2 separate regions of the Gossypium hirsutum genome follow, and region 1 is linked to region 2. The links are chromatin contacts, called in public Hi-C maps. All regions are on one chromosome and are shown on one strand. Each heading gives the region's core, a stretch centred on a gene start, on an enhancer-like site or on the middle of the called end of the contact. The rest is flanking DNA. Distances are from core to core; before and after follow the strand shown. Region 1 holds the start of LOC107924347 (UV-B-induced protein At3g17800, chloroplastic). Region 2 holds the start of LOC107924662 (cyclin-C1-2).

What was found. A called contact is a pair of places that touch in the nucleus more often than the background predicts.
Region 1: a contact with region 2 is called in a Hi-C map of leaf, with 1.8 times the contacts expected there. The contact joins the promoter of LOC107924347 here to the promoter of LOC107924662 in region 2. A contact is called at or near these places in 3 of 34 Hi-C or Micro-C datasets (callus and leaf).

Annotation. Positions count from the first base shown.
Region 1 is chrA11:17,296,016-17,302,246 of Gossypium_hirsutum_v2.1, forward strand. It overlaps LOC107924347 (UV-B-induced protein At3g17800, chloroplastic), which reads right to left and starts at 4,717. Exons shown (of 2, transcript XM_016854747.2): 1 at 3,758-4,717; 2 at 1,215-2,207. The coding sequence starts at 4,170. The coding sequence ends at 1,409.
Region 2 is chrA11:17,128,117-17,135,070 of Gossypium_hirsutum_v2.1, forward strand. LOC107924662 (cyclin-C1-2) reads left to right here and starts at 1,269. Exons shown (of 8, transcript XM_016855204.2): 1 at 1,269-1,426; 2 at 1,550-1,656; 3 at 2,313-2,352; 4 at 3,741-3,859; 5 at 3,951-4,065; 6 at 4,640-4,690; 7 at 5,477-5,624; 8 at 5,976-6,271. The coding sequence starts at 1,395. The coding sequence ends at 6,077.

The DNA of each region.
Region 1 (6,231 bases), core at 3,467-5,966, 170 kb after region 2:
GTTAAGACATGATATAACAATTAATGAGTGAGCCTGTCTATCAAATAAATTGTTAGTCAAGGGATTATCATGAGGGATCATCACGTAAAAAATAAAAAATATCATTTTAAAATATATAAGGACCAACATTGACTCCACATTATTAACCATGCAAACAAATATTGACTTCATTTGAATGGGTAGTGCAATCAATTTTGATGAAAATAAAAATAACTGTAGTGGTGAAATTTGTATTTTATGCCAGTGAGATTAAAGTTAGTAATGAGGCATATTTGGATGTGAATGCAACAATATTGATGAGATGAACTCTAATAGAAAACAACAATTAAATATATTGAATTAATATATATAATCATTATATGTTACCGCAATTTAAAACTTATTAAGATAATATTTAAAATTTTTTTCATCTATTTTATTTCAAAAATTTTTAAATTTTATACACTTAAAAGTATTGTCATTTTATTTTATTTTAATAACATATTTAATTACAATTATTCAATTGAGATTGCTTATTTATATAGTTGGATATTTTATTTTATTTTTATTTTTAACTTTTTTTCATTTTTATATAATTAAGTATTCAAATATTACACCTCAAGTTATTTGACACTTGGAAAATTTAATACAAAAATCTAAAACCATAAAATTCCAAAATCTTAAAAGAAAAAAAAAGACAAACAAGAATTTAAGCTACATAACGCAACTTCAATATTTGACTCAATCTTTAAAGTCAATTGAATATGCTGCGGTGAAATTGTGTTACCATAATTATCCAAACATCATGCACTACTTTAGTACCATGCAAAACATGCCAAAACGAGGGTTCCAAATAAACCCTTCATCTATTTTTGGACTGAAAAATAGCCCTTCGAAATGTACCAAGGACTTTTCTCCTTCATGTTTTCCTCTATTTGGCATTTTCCTCCATCCTCTCTCCGTTTTCTGCTTCTTAAGCTTTTGCTGGTTCCACCAGAGGAGAAGGAAAGGTTTCTATTTGAGCTTCAATGGTGACATTACCTAACCTTATAACCCAAAAAGTGTTTGTAACATTCATTACATTTATAATTAAAAAAATCCGTGAAGGGGCTATACCGCACAAAACAAAAAGTACAAGAACTATTTGTACAATTTGACCACATAAATAAGGCCCTCGCATTTCAAACCATGAATTTAACACTTGGCCATATACTGTACTAGGACTATCAACAATATACCAGTCAAGGGAATTGATCCCATTGATGAACAAAGTCTTCTACTGTACATTATTTCATCGTATCAACTTATAACTATACAATGCGTATTGCCCAGTGCTATCAAACCAGAGCAATGAAGTAGAAAATGCCAAAAACATCAACTCCTCTATACAAAAGCATTATGCTCAAACTGCTGTGACTTCTTCCCCGAATCAGTTGTCCTTCAGCTTATAGACCGTGTCAACATATTCTTCAATGTCCCAAAGGAAAGAACCAAAGGCGACAGCTTCCAAAACTAACCTCTTCAGACTTGAAAAAGATGTCCTGATCACCTCATCGGTCTCCGGAATCCCTGTCTGCTCATCTCCAAAGAGTGCACAGCTGTGCCTCTCGATCAAATGTGCTGCCTCTTTGGATCTTGGTTTGGCACATCTCTGCAATGTCTCCGGGTCAAATCCCATCACATAGCATCTTAATTCTTCAAGATCCTTTTCCTGTCTACCTGGTCCTTGACCTAATGGGACAGATTGCACGTCACTAAAACGGCCGAGTACCAGACTCTTAATTCCACAAGGTAAAAGATCCAGAAACTGAAGGGAGTTCCTATGATTAAGACGTTTTTGATGAACCAAAGTTAGGCATCGTTCCAGTTGGTGTCTAGAGGAGGCAGACTTGAGAAAGTAGCCATACAAGATGGAGGCTGCATAAAGTCGGCCTAGATGGAGCTGTTGGATCTCAGTAGTAGCCCAGTTGTCGGTGACACTGGAGTCTGCTCTCAAGCCGATGACAGCACTGATATGATCCCTGACCACCTCCAACACCTCAATGCTATGGATGGACTCTAGTTCCCAATCTTTCGAAGGCCATATCTCAAGTCTGCAATTGTACATGCACCTGGAGAGCTTAGGAACCAATGGTACTCTGAGATCAGAGAACTTGTAGAAGATTAACATATACATCACATCTTCCACAGCAGCTTGGCACTCCTGCTCTTTCAGTTGAGCAATCCTTCTGGAATTTTAGTAAAATGTAATATGTCAGAAAAGTGAAAACAAAAAGGATTGTTATATCAATCATCAACAGAGTCGAAGGATCCAACATACAAATTTTGAAGTATTCCAATGGCAGCTCATTTAATAGAGTGATAATAATGGTAGCTAAAGTAACACCTACTTCATTGGTGGTTAATATTATTACAACCATCACCTGGGAGCACCGTAAAACGTGTCAAGCCAGGGATTTTGGAGAGCTCCGTTTCAGCAGAAGACAAATGCCTTTGTGCCACAATGTCTAATTGATATCACTATAAAACATAAAATACAATAAACTTCTTTTTCTAATCCAAGCCAACACAAGAGTTGCACAAACTAACAAGTGCAAACAAGTTAACTTACGATCACAGTAACTTTAAAGAAAAAGGAAATAAAATTACATATATATATATTGCAAGAAATATGAAACCAGAAATATAAACAGGGGAAGTATCCAGAAAAGTATGCAATAGTAATACGCTTTTATGTACTTCCATTCAATTACTAGGCAAATTTTAACAGCAATAAACTGATGGCAACTCAAAACTTGTCACAACACATTGGTAGTTGCCTACATGAAACACTAAGAAATGAGTGGCTCTAGTCTGTTTATAAATAATATCATATCATCTCCCAAGCTTTTGTAGCTTAGAATTAGACACAACCAATGAATCAAGGTAAAGAAACTAAAAAACTAGGCCTCGATAGTTAATATCATATCAGCATCGGGACTAACAACAGAGTGAAGAATGCCCAATTGCTAGGTGTAAAATTGGAAAAGATCTATCTGAATATATCATGTGTGAAAGAATATACAGATGGCCTCTTTAATAGTAAAGAATTGAGGAATTGGTGCATTTTAAATGGATTTCACAAACACCCAAATAGATGAGTTGCAATGCCAGCGAAGAAATAAAGTGCAAATACCATCGGTAATATCACTAAGACCCTACAAATATTATGGTAAGAAGAAGGCCTAGCATAGTCTTAGACTGGTTGTTAGGCATAGGAGAGACTGATATATCTATCTGACCCTTGATAGTTGATATCAAAGTTCTCATATAGAAGAATCCATTATTCTGACCTTCAAGTCCATGCAATTTTCATTAGTTTCTTGTGAGATTGTTAAACAACAAAAGAACCTATTAATAATCTCTCATTCACAATACAAAAGATCTACTTAACAGACTTCTTTTCCCACACAAGATCTACTTAATAGACTCATCACATGATAAAAGTAAAACCTCTCCCATCAAAACAAACATGCTGATCACCATTAATAAAAATTAAGCTTAGGTTGGTTAGCACTTTAATTTTCTCAATACAATGAAAACAATACCAAAAAAAAATAACTTAATCAAACCAAAAACATCACGACTCGCAACTTACCAACATAAAAAAAGAAAAGAAAAGAAAAGAAAAAGGCCTCTTCAAAAAAGAAAAAAAAAGGGCCTCTTCAAAGAACATATGCAAGTTATACACTTCAATTTTCCTTGCAGTATACTAGAGCAACAGAAGTGTTATACAAACCTGTGAAGACATGCTTCGTCAGAATCCAAGCTAACAAACATACGAGAGACGGCAGCGTCACGATCATCGGAAAGCCGCTTAAGTTCATCGGCGGCAGCGAAGTGGAAGAACTGACGTTGGTTCTGAAGGACACCGCTTAAGAACTTCCCAGGAGCTGACCTCGGCTCAAGCGGCGCGTTCAAGCTGCTGAAATCACAGTGGCTAGCCCCGGCGCTGGCTTTGACAGAGGGTGCTTTCCGGCCATTGAAAGGAGTGGAAGTAAAGCCAGTCCTGAGTGATCGGCGGCGGGACAAAGCAAAGTCGGAAGGTGAATTCGAAGGGGTAAAAACGCGGGGCCCCTGATAAATCTTTACCAGCGATGGTAAAAAAGAAGAGAGAGAAGGGGCCTTGTGGAGAGAGAAACAATGTTCCATCAACTGTCAATGGGAACCCAAACAGAATACGCTGAAATTATGGGAGAGATGAAATGATAAGAAGGGAGAGAGGTGGGTTTATTTGCTTCATGGTTAAGCCCTATTATTATGTTTACCTAAAAAGATGCCATTTGGATAGGGTTTTGAGGACTAAAATTAAATAAAAAAGAATAAATAAATTGAAGAAATTGTTATGTATATGTGTGTAGAAGCTGCCACTGGAGAAAAGGGATGGCACCAAATTGACCAGTCCTTGATAAAATAGATATTTTGGTGATTGGGAGAACAATGGCCAATGACTGAATTAGGGTCCCCAAAAGTGATGAAGATGGAGAACAAAGTTGATGATATTTTGTGGGTTTTCTTTTTCAGTATAAAATTATTTTATTAGAAGATACCATTTTCAAAATTTATCGGGTGGAAATAAATTTCATCAAAATTGATAAAAAAAAAAAAGAGTAGAGAAAGAAAGAAAGAAAGAAAATGGGTTATCAGATAAGAAGAGATCAATGGGATGGACAAAATGGATAAGACAATCTACAGAGTTATGATAAGGAGATCAAACCAGCACACCACCCATAGTTTCATTTATTATTATTTATTTCTGCACCCATTGTTTTCTTTTTTCTTTAATTATGTTTCATGCCCTCTACCTTAACATTATCGTCTTTGCTTTCTATAACTACGGTTACCCTATGTTCCCTTTTTTTGCCTAAACTCTGCGACCATCACCAGATTTTCTTTATCATAAATTAAATTAACTAATGATTTAATTAGTTTTTTAAAATTATCCTTTTTTTAATCTTTCAAGTTGTTTATATTTTTATTAAATCACTCTAAAATGATTGAAAATTTTAATATTTTTAATTTTATCGATGTTTCATATACGTGGATAATCAGCTTAGCATTTAATTATTTTTTTAAAACTTAAAATTTTAAAGAATTTTAAGAACAAATTTAAAAATTAAAATCATTAAAAATAATTTTTTAAAAATAAAAAATATTTTAATTTATTTTAAGATAAATTAACAAAAAATGAAAAATTAAAAATTAAAAGAGACGAAAAATTAAATAAATAGTTAAAATAACTTTTAAAGTTAATGGACCAAAAAAGAATTATACCTTAATAAAAGAACTAGAAAGATCAATTAATTTCAAGCCATGAGGCTTACCATGTACACTCAATCTTCTCTGCATCCTAATTTTAGCATTATCAATACAAAGCTCCGATCATAAAATAGAGTTTAAGCAAAATGGAATAAAATCTCAAATAATACGACACTACCTTAATTAAAGAATGAGCGACTTTCTTAATATTCTGTTGAATCCATTGAAATAACATGAAATTAATTTATTTAAAATAATGCAATATCAATCAATATTAATTCAAATTCTAAAATCATAGATTTCATCCGGCCGAGGGCGTTGAGCACCTCCATACAATTGAGTTCGATAATGACCTTGTCAAGGTTAGAATCCTTGTTCCATGAAAGAGCCTCTCAAATCGCTATTGCATCAGCAACATGAGCTTCTATGACACCTGAAAAATGACCCGATAAAGCTTGGACGAATCTACCATCTGCATCTTTAATTACAATAGCAAAACTAGTCTTATCTTCAACTAGAAACGTTTGCGGCATCAACATTGCATTTTAGCCAACCTTCTTCCAAAGAGGTTGGTCGAAACAACATCTTTGAATCTTTCCAAGTCTGCAAAAAACTATTAATAAAAGTAACAAGATTGTGAGCCTGCATTTCTTTTTGTTGCCATACAAACAAATTCCTTCTATACCATATGGTGCATAAGCAAGATAAATATTGGTGTTTAAAATCTAAAATATTTGCATTGAAGAAATCTTTGATGAACTGAGGGACAATACTTGTAAGAATATCAGCATTTAGAGAGTCCCATTATGGCTTAATAGTTGGGCAATGTAGGAGACTATGATCTAGAGTTTTGAGAAGGCCACACCAACAACAAGCCTTTTTAATATTCATCTCTTTTCTAGCTTAATTAGATTTGTAAAGGACAGAGTTCCTTAAACAATTCCAACAGAAGTG
Region 2 (6,954 bases), core at 19-2,518:
AAACATATAAAATTATTAAATGTTAAATTAAAATAAATATAAACAAATATTTAAGAAAAAAAAAGAATTAATATAGGCAAACTTAAAATGTGCTTAGGTTAGCCATTTACAAATATAATCAAATTTGCACAGAATTTTAAACCAATATTTCGAGTCGAGTCAAACTTGAGCAAGTATAAAATGTTTTAATATTATGGTTAGGCCCAACTCGAATTAGTCCATGAGCAACTCTGTTTGTGACCTTTAGATGTAAAACTGGGGCCTAAATAGTTTAGCAGATCATTTACATCAGAAAACCCCAATCATAGCTAATTTCATGTTTTAATCTTATTGAAACATTGTTAGAGAAAACTATCAATGTTTTTTGATGATTCCCTATGCAACCTAAAAAAACTAAAAAAAACTCGTTAAAGACAGAGTTAATCACCTCTGCAAATAAAACTAAATCATTTGCAAAAAAATCCACCCACCTTTATTAAGAAAAAACCTTTGTTGACCTCATGTAGAATTGCATGGGCTAATCTCTCTATACATAAAGACAAATATGAATGGAGACAATGAGGCGGATTCCATTCCATTAATCTATTTGGAACTAGTACTTATGCAAGACATTATAACATGCCGTAAATTGTTTGGAATTCCCACATCCTGAAGACATTAGTTCTTCCTTTATTATCAAACTTCTTTTTCATTTAATATATTAAATTTCGTATGCGACTATAAATGATATTGTTTATTATATTACCACTCGATATGAGCCTAAATTTTTTAATGCAAGCATATGGTGGGAATCACACCTTTTTTTCTTTTGGTAATTTTTTATATTAAAAATATAAATAAATATTTAATAAAATAATAAAAGCAATGGGATAACAAGCCCAAATAAAAAAAAATTCCAACATCCAGGCTTTGTCAATTAATTAGCCCGAAAATCAATGATAAATATTAAGAGGATATCTATTTGAGAAGCTCATCCAACTATACAAGGCCCAAATATAAAAACTATAATTAGAGAGAAAATTGATGAATCTTGAATCCACTCCAAAATCGAAATAAAAACAGACAAATAGTTTTAAAGATGGTGTAACAGTGAGAAGGAATAGAATTTAATCACAAAAATGATCAATCCACAATATTACTTTTAAATCCTTTTACAGTTAAATATTTTTAGTTTTGACTATATGAACTTAGCAAAGAACAACCCAGCCCAAATTCCATAAACGATGGCCTGGTGAATCTGGGCGGATCCTAACTATACCAGTGACCACTAAAAGAAAATTATAAATTGTAAGCTTTGAAACGTTAATCAATAATCACGGCTCCCGGAGAACAAAAAAAAAAAAAAAATCATTATGAGCACCTAACACTAACAGGATTCACCAAAACAGCAAAGAATGGCGGCCAATTTCTGGACTTCTTCTCACTTGTAACAACCATGCCAAGCTCCTTTCACTGATTTTGCAATCCATCGCATGGGTTTTCATTGTTTTGGTATTTGCCTTTTTGTCGTCTTTTCTTATTTGATTTCTTTTCTTTTTTGTTTGTTCAGTAAACAGCTTTTGGACCCGGAAGAGGTGGATGTGGTTCATCAACAAGATAAAGATAAAGGCATCACGCTTGAAGAATTTAAGCTGATTAAGATGCATATGGCGAACTGTATGTTCCCTTTCTCTCTTTACTCTTTTGTTTAATGGGCTTCGATCCGGGTTCTCTTGATTTTGCAAATTTTGGATTTTCTTTGTGAAGCTTATAATCTGGGTATTTGTTATTTAATGGTAATGTGGGCTCTTTTTGTTTCAAAATTGAGCTTGGGTTTGGAGTTTTCTTCATCTTTTGTATCTGCAATTTTGCATGTTATAATATGTTGGAGTTTGTAATTTTATGCATCTTGAATTTTTGAAATCAGGAGCATTTGATCATCTTAAGTCCTCATATTGTCATGAAAATGGGAATTGTTGGATTTGGTTACTTCAAATTGTAACCATGGGGTGGTTTCAAGAATCTGAGGGTCCTTCAGTTTTTAATATTAGCTTTATTGTTTATGCTAGCATGGCTTACAAACAAGTTCATCAACAGAAGAAAATTTGTAATTCCATAATTTCTTTTCTGAAATCTGCTTTGTGGTCTATTCTCTTTGGGGCTTATATTGTAGTTAGAAACTTAGAATTTAAAAGGAAATCAATGGTGTTTTAGAATGTATTCTGTGTGCAAACATATGCCTTGCCTAAATTGATTGAACACATCTAATAGCTTTGTTCTATATAACTTCCTCATTAAAGTTAGTGATTTTTTGCTTTCTTTCCCTTCCTTAGATATAATGAAACTGGCTCAAAATGTTAAAGTGAGGCAAAGGTTTGATCTTCTATCTTTTTTTTTTTTTTAAGAAATACCTTTTTTTTTGCTTAAATGATTGTCCATTTCATTCAGCGATGCCGTCAAAATTGTTATCTTCACGTTCCCTTTCTAAATTGTGTATGCTCCTGTGGTTTCTTCACTCTGACAATGTTTAATTGCAGCATTTTGGTGAATATGAACTAGTTCGACTGCTGATGCGACTAATATCGTGATGTGGATGTTTTTATTGGAAAACAATATCAGAGAAGGAATAGGAATGACAGAAATTAGAGTTTTAGATTTATTTAATTTCTTTACTATATTAGGTTTATCAGCTTGGCTTTTTTATTCAGTTGATATAGTATGTTGTGCCACTGGCATTTATTCGATTTCCTAGCTGTCTTGTAGTGCTACCCAGGACTGAACTGGACTATCTAAAGGCTTTTTCGATCACTTACTGTGATTCTACTTGTAAGCTTAAGAAAGGGAATAACATAGGTTCGATTTTAGCTAAAAACTAATTATCACATATACCATGCATGGGCACTCATCCAGAAACCTCTTATGTTAGCTAATCAAATTATTAATCTGCATGTAAGAACTTTATTTGCTGCAACTGTTAGCCCTAACGCAATAGCTTCTTAAAATAGTTGGTTACAGATTTTGTATAGAAAATTGTTGCAAGTAACCATCTTAAGTGTGCTAACAGAAAGGAGTCCTGAACATTAGTGAGTCAATTGTTTCTTTCATTTGTGAGACAATTGTTTCCTGGTAAAGCAGCGAATCTAGTTTTTTTCTTTGCACACTGAATTTAGTATTTCTTGTCATTACGAACACAATGGACAAAAATTGCATTGCTGGTTTAGTTTTCAACAATTGCGATTATCTCTAAGACATGGTTGATATTTCAGGGTTGTAGCAACTGCAGTTACGTATATGAGACGTGTCTATACCAGGTATTTTGCATAGTTTAGTAGTAATGGTCATCTAAAAGGGCATGTGACTTATTGATGACAAACAGCTCTTAACGTATCTTCCCATATACATTCATTGTTTTCATAACTCAAAACTATGAATTTCTTGTGATTTTTGAACTAGAATCTATTTTTTAACATGTTACAAATATATCATGAGTGACTTCATGTTTCCTAATTTATGCAGTTTTCTTTTTCCATCCTTGAGCTGAAATGATCTGCTACTTCTTCATATAATAAGACATGTTCTTCATAGTCACAACTTGATAATTAATACCCCACGTAAAGTTAGACATCATTATTTTTCCACCGTGCAACCAAGGAATATTGGATGAGATAGAGATGCATTGGATTTAAATATGTCAAAGCTTCAGTTTTCCTCCATACAATGCATTATGAATCATTGATCAAGGTTTTTCATTTGTCTTACAGAAGGAGCATGAGTGAATACGATCCTCGTCTTGTTGCTCCTACTTGCTTATATTTGGCATCAAAGGCAGAAGAAAGCACGGTGCAGGCTCGACTTCTTGTATTTTACATTAAAAAATTATGTAATCACTTCCTACTAAGTTGGTTGATTTAACCTTTAAACTTCCCATAATTTTGTTTGGTAACTGCAATCCTGCCATATTTGCTTTGCAGCTTCTGATGAAAAGTATAGATATGAAATCAAAGACATACTTGAAATGGAAATGAAGATCTTAGAAGCACTTAACTATTATTTAGTTGTATTTCATCCTTACCGCACATTATCTCCGTAAGTTTTTATCTTCTTTCCATAATTTTATGCACCTGTTGTTATATTTTTAATTTGCACCACTGATCTTTTGCATGGACAACAATTTCTTTTATATGAAATTGGAACTTTTGTCTTAATGATTTCTGTCTACTGTTGCGATTCTATCCAGTAAGGTCATTCTATGATTATTTGTGTCAAATCAAGTCTAGTACTCCTATTATTATCCACATTTTTTCTACCTTTCTTTTAAATCTTTATTAGTTCCCTAGTTACATAATTGTATCTATTATTTGATATTGGTAAATTTTTTCTCATAGAATTTGGTTAGCATTTAGTAAATGCTCTTTTTTTTTTTTTATATTATAGAGATGCACATTTATGACATATTACTTATTACATTTTCTATGAACATAAACTGAATGCAGCCTTATCTGACAATTTATAGTTGACATGCAACTTTAAGTTAGAACTAAACTAGCTAGTTTAAGTTTAGATTTTCTTTTCAATACTGTGCTTTCTGCTAATTTTCATCAGGACTTTTTTTTTTTTAAATTTCCCACATGAATGTATCCTGTGCCTGTTACGTTGGCAGGTTGTTGCAGGATGCTGGCATGAATGATATGAGTATGACTCAATTATCTTGGTAAGTGTTAAAACTCCAGCATCTGTACCTTTTGAAGTTCAAAATATTTAATGCATGTCTAAATATGCCCTAAAAAAGTCCCACCTTTTCGCATAAGTCCTAAACTTGTAAAGAAGAGTTGCTGAAAGTAAGTTGCCTTTGGCTTTGCTGACTATGTGCGGACTATATTGCCTTTTCATTATTTAACGAAGAGTTGATTGAAGATGCATAAACCGATATACAAAAATATATAATGGAAAGGCTGGGATTAAAATTAAGAACCGTAATGGTCCAACTGGCAAACTATACTTTCAAACCAGCTTTTGTTATCTTGGTTTGAGGATGCTCAGCTTCGATTTTTTTAGGATTGATGAAATACATCTATATACCTGACCTATGGAATTAAATAGGTGCATGTAGATAAACTTGTGGTTATTATTCAACTGTATTGAAGTTGGTATAGTTGTATTTATTATTTACGAACTCTGTTTTATTTGAACTGAAATAAATGAAAATGGTGATGGAAATTTTTAATATTCTAGCATTCCTTGTGTACATGTAGCTGTTTTTCAACTCCGTAGTTTTTACACAATTGACCTGATAACTTTGGGCCGGATACAATTACACAACAGAAATATGACACAAGAAAAGTAACTAGAACACAAAAAATTCAATATGAATACAAGCATGTCTCTGTTCATGATCAATTATTGGTTTCTAATGAATCCTTTCTCTTTTCTCTTTTCTTCTTCTTTAAAGTTCTGCTTAACTGAATAAATATATTAAACTTGGCAATTTGAAACACAGGGGACTTGTAAATGACACATACAAGATGGACCTTATTCTTACACATCCGCCATATTTGATTGCCTTAGCTTGCATATACATTGCTAGCGTCTACAGGGAGAAAGATATCACAACTTGGTTTGAAGAACTTCGCGTTGATATGAATGTGGTAAGTTTTCTAAAGCTAAATTTGATCCATAGCATTGCGGTTTATTTCAACACATCTCGCACAAAATTTTATTTGATTAATACCAAGAATTGGCTGCCTTTTGGAAATGTTCTTTTCCATTCGTCTGGTGAGACTTTATACCTCATATATTTAACCGGGAAGAATTCATGCATTTTCTGAGATCATTCCACTGGTAAATTACATGCTATTTACCAATCACCTTAAATTGAACATTGCATATCCCTGTGAAGTTTGAGTGCACTGCAACTCGCTCCATCATGTCACAATTGCAATTACATTTTCACAAGTGGTTTATTTTTGCAACATTTTAAATTTTATTGAAACTGACAGGTGAAAAACATCTCCATGGAGATCCTCGACTTCTATGAGAACAAAATGATTGCAGATGAGCGAATAAGTACTGCCTTCCTCAAACTTGCTCTTAAGCCTTAGATGGTTGATTGAGCGTGGAACCTGATGATACTGCTATCGACCAGTGCATGACTTGATAGTATTTTCTCGGTGGCTGTAAGCTATGAAACTGGTAATATCTCAGCAGATTAACCTACCTTCTGGTATGATAAACTAAAATGGTGTTCTATAAAACTTTGCAGAAGATAATAATGGTAAATGTCTGATTACAATTCTGTATTTCTTAAAGATTAGTAATTTATAAGTAATGAACCTCAAGCTCTGCAGAAATTGGTTGATCTACACCGCATTGAGAAAGGGTCTGTAAATTTTTACAAGACTTCAATATCAATTGTTTATGCTCAAGCTAAGTTTGAAATGAAGTTTCTTAAATACTAATAAAAATAATAGGGGATTCGACGTTTATATATATATTTTTTCAATTTGGCTTATTTTTTTTAAACTAAATTTCATCTTTTAACTTTTTAAAAAATGTCAAATTGTTTTTTAATAAAAATATTGATTAAAATATTAATATTTAGAGAAGTTGGTGAAGGTATTTACCTGGTAATTTACGTGCATTTTATATTAACATGGTAGTATTTATTTTATAAGCCACAATTTTTGTTTTAATATCTGTTTTATATACCTTGTAAAACAAACAATTTAAAATTTATAAAATATAAAATAAATCAAAATTTAAAAAGAATATAAATTGTCATAATTTTCTTTTTTAAAAAGCTTGAAATATACGTGGATGGTTGGTTGTTAGGTTTTAAAATTTAGTATTTTAGTGAAAAACGAATCAATTTGACTCTTTTAAAATGATTAAAATTAATTTTTTTAAAGATTTAAAGTTAAATTTAGCTCAAAAAATTAATCGTTAAAAACAAAATTTAACATAATGTCAAGTGGAGTA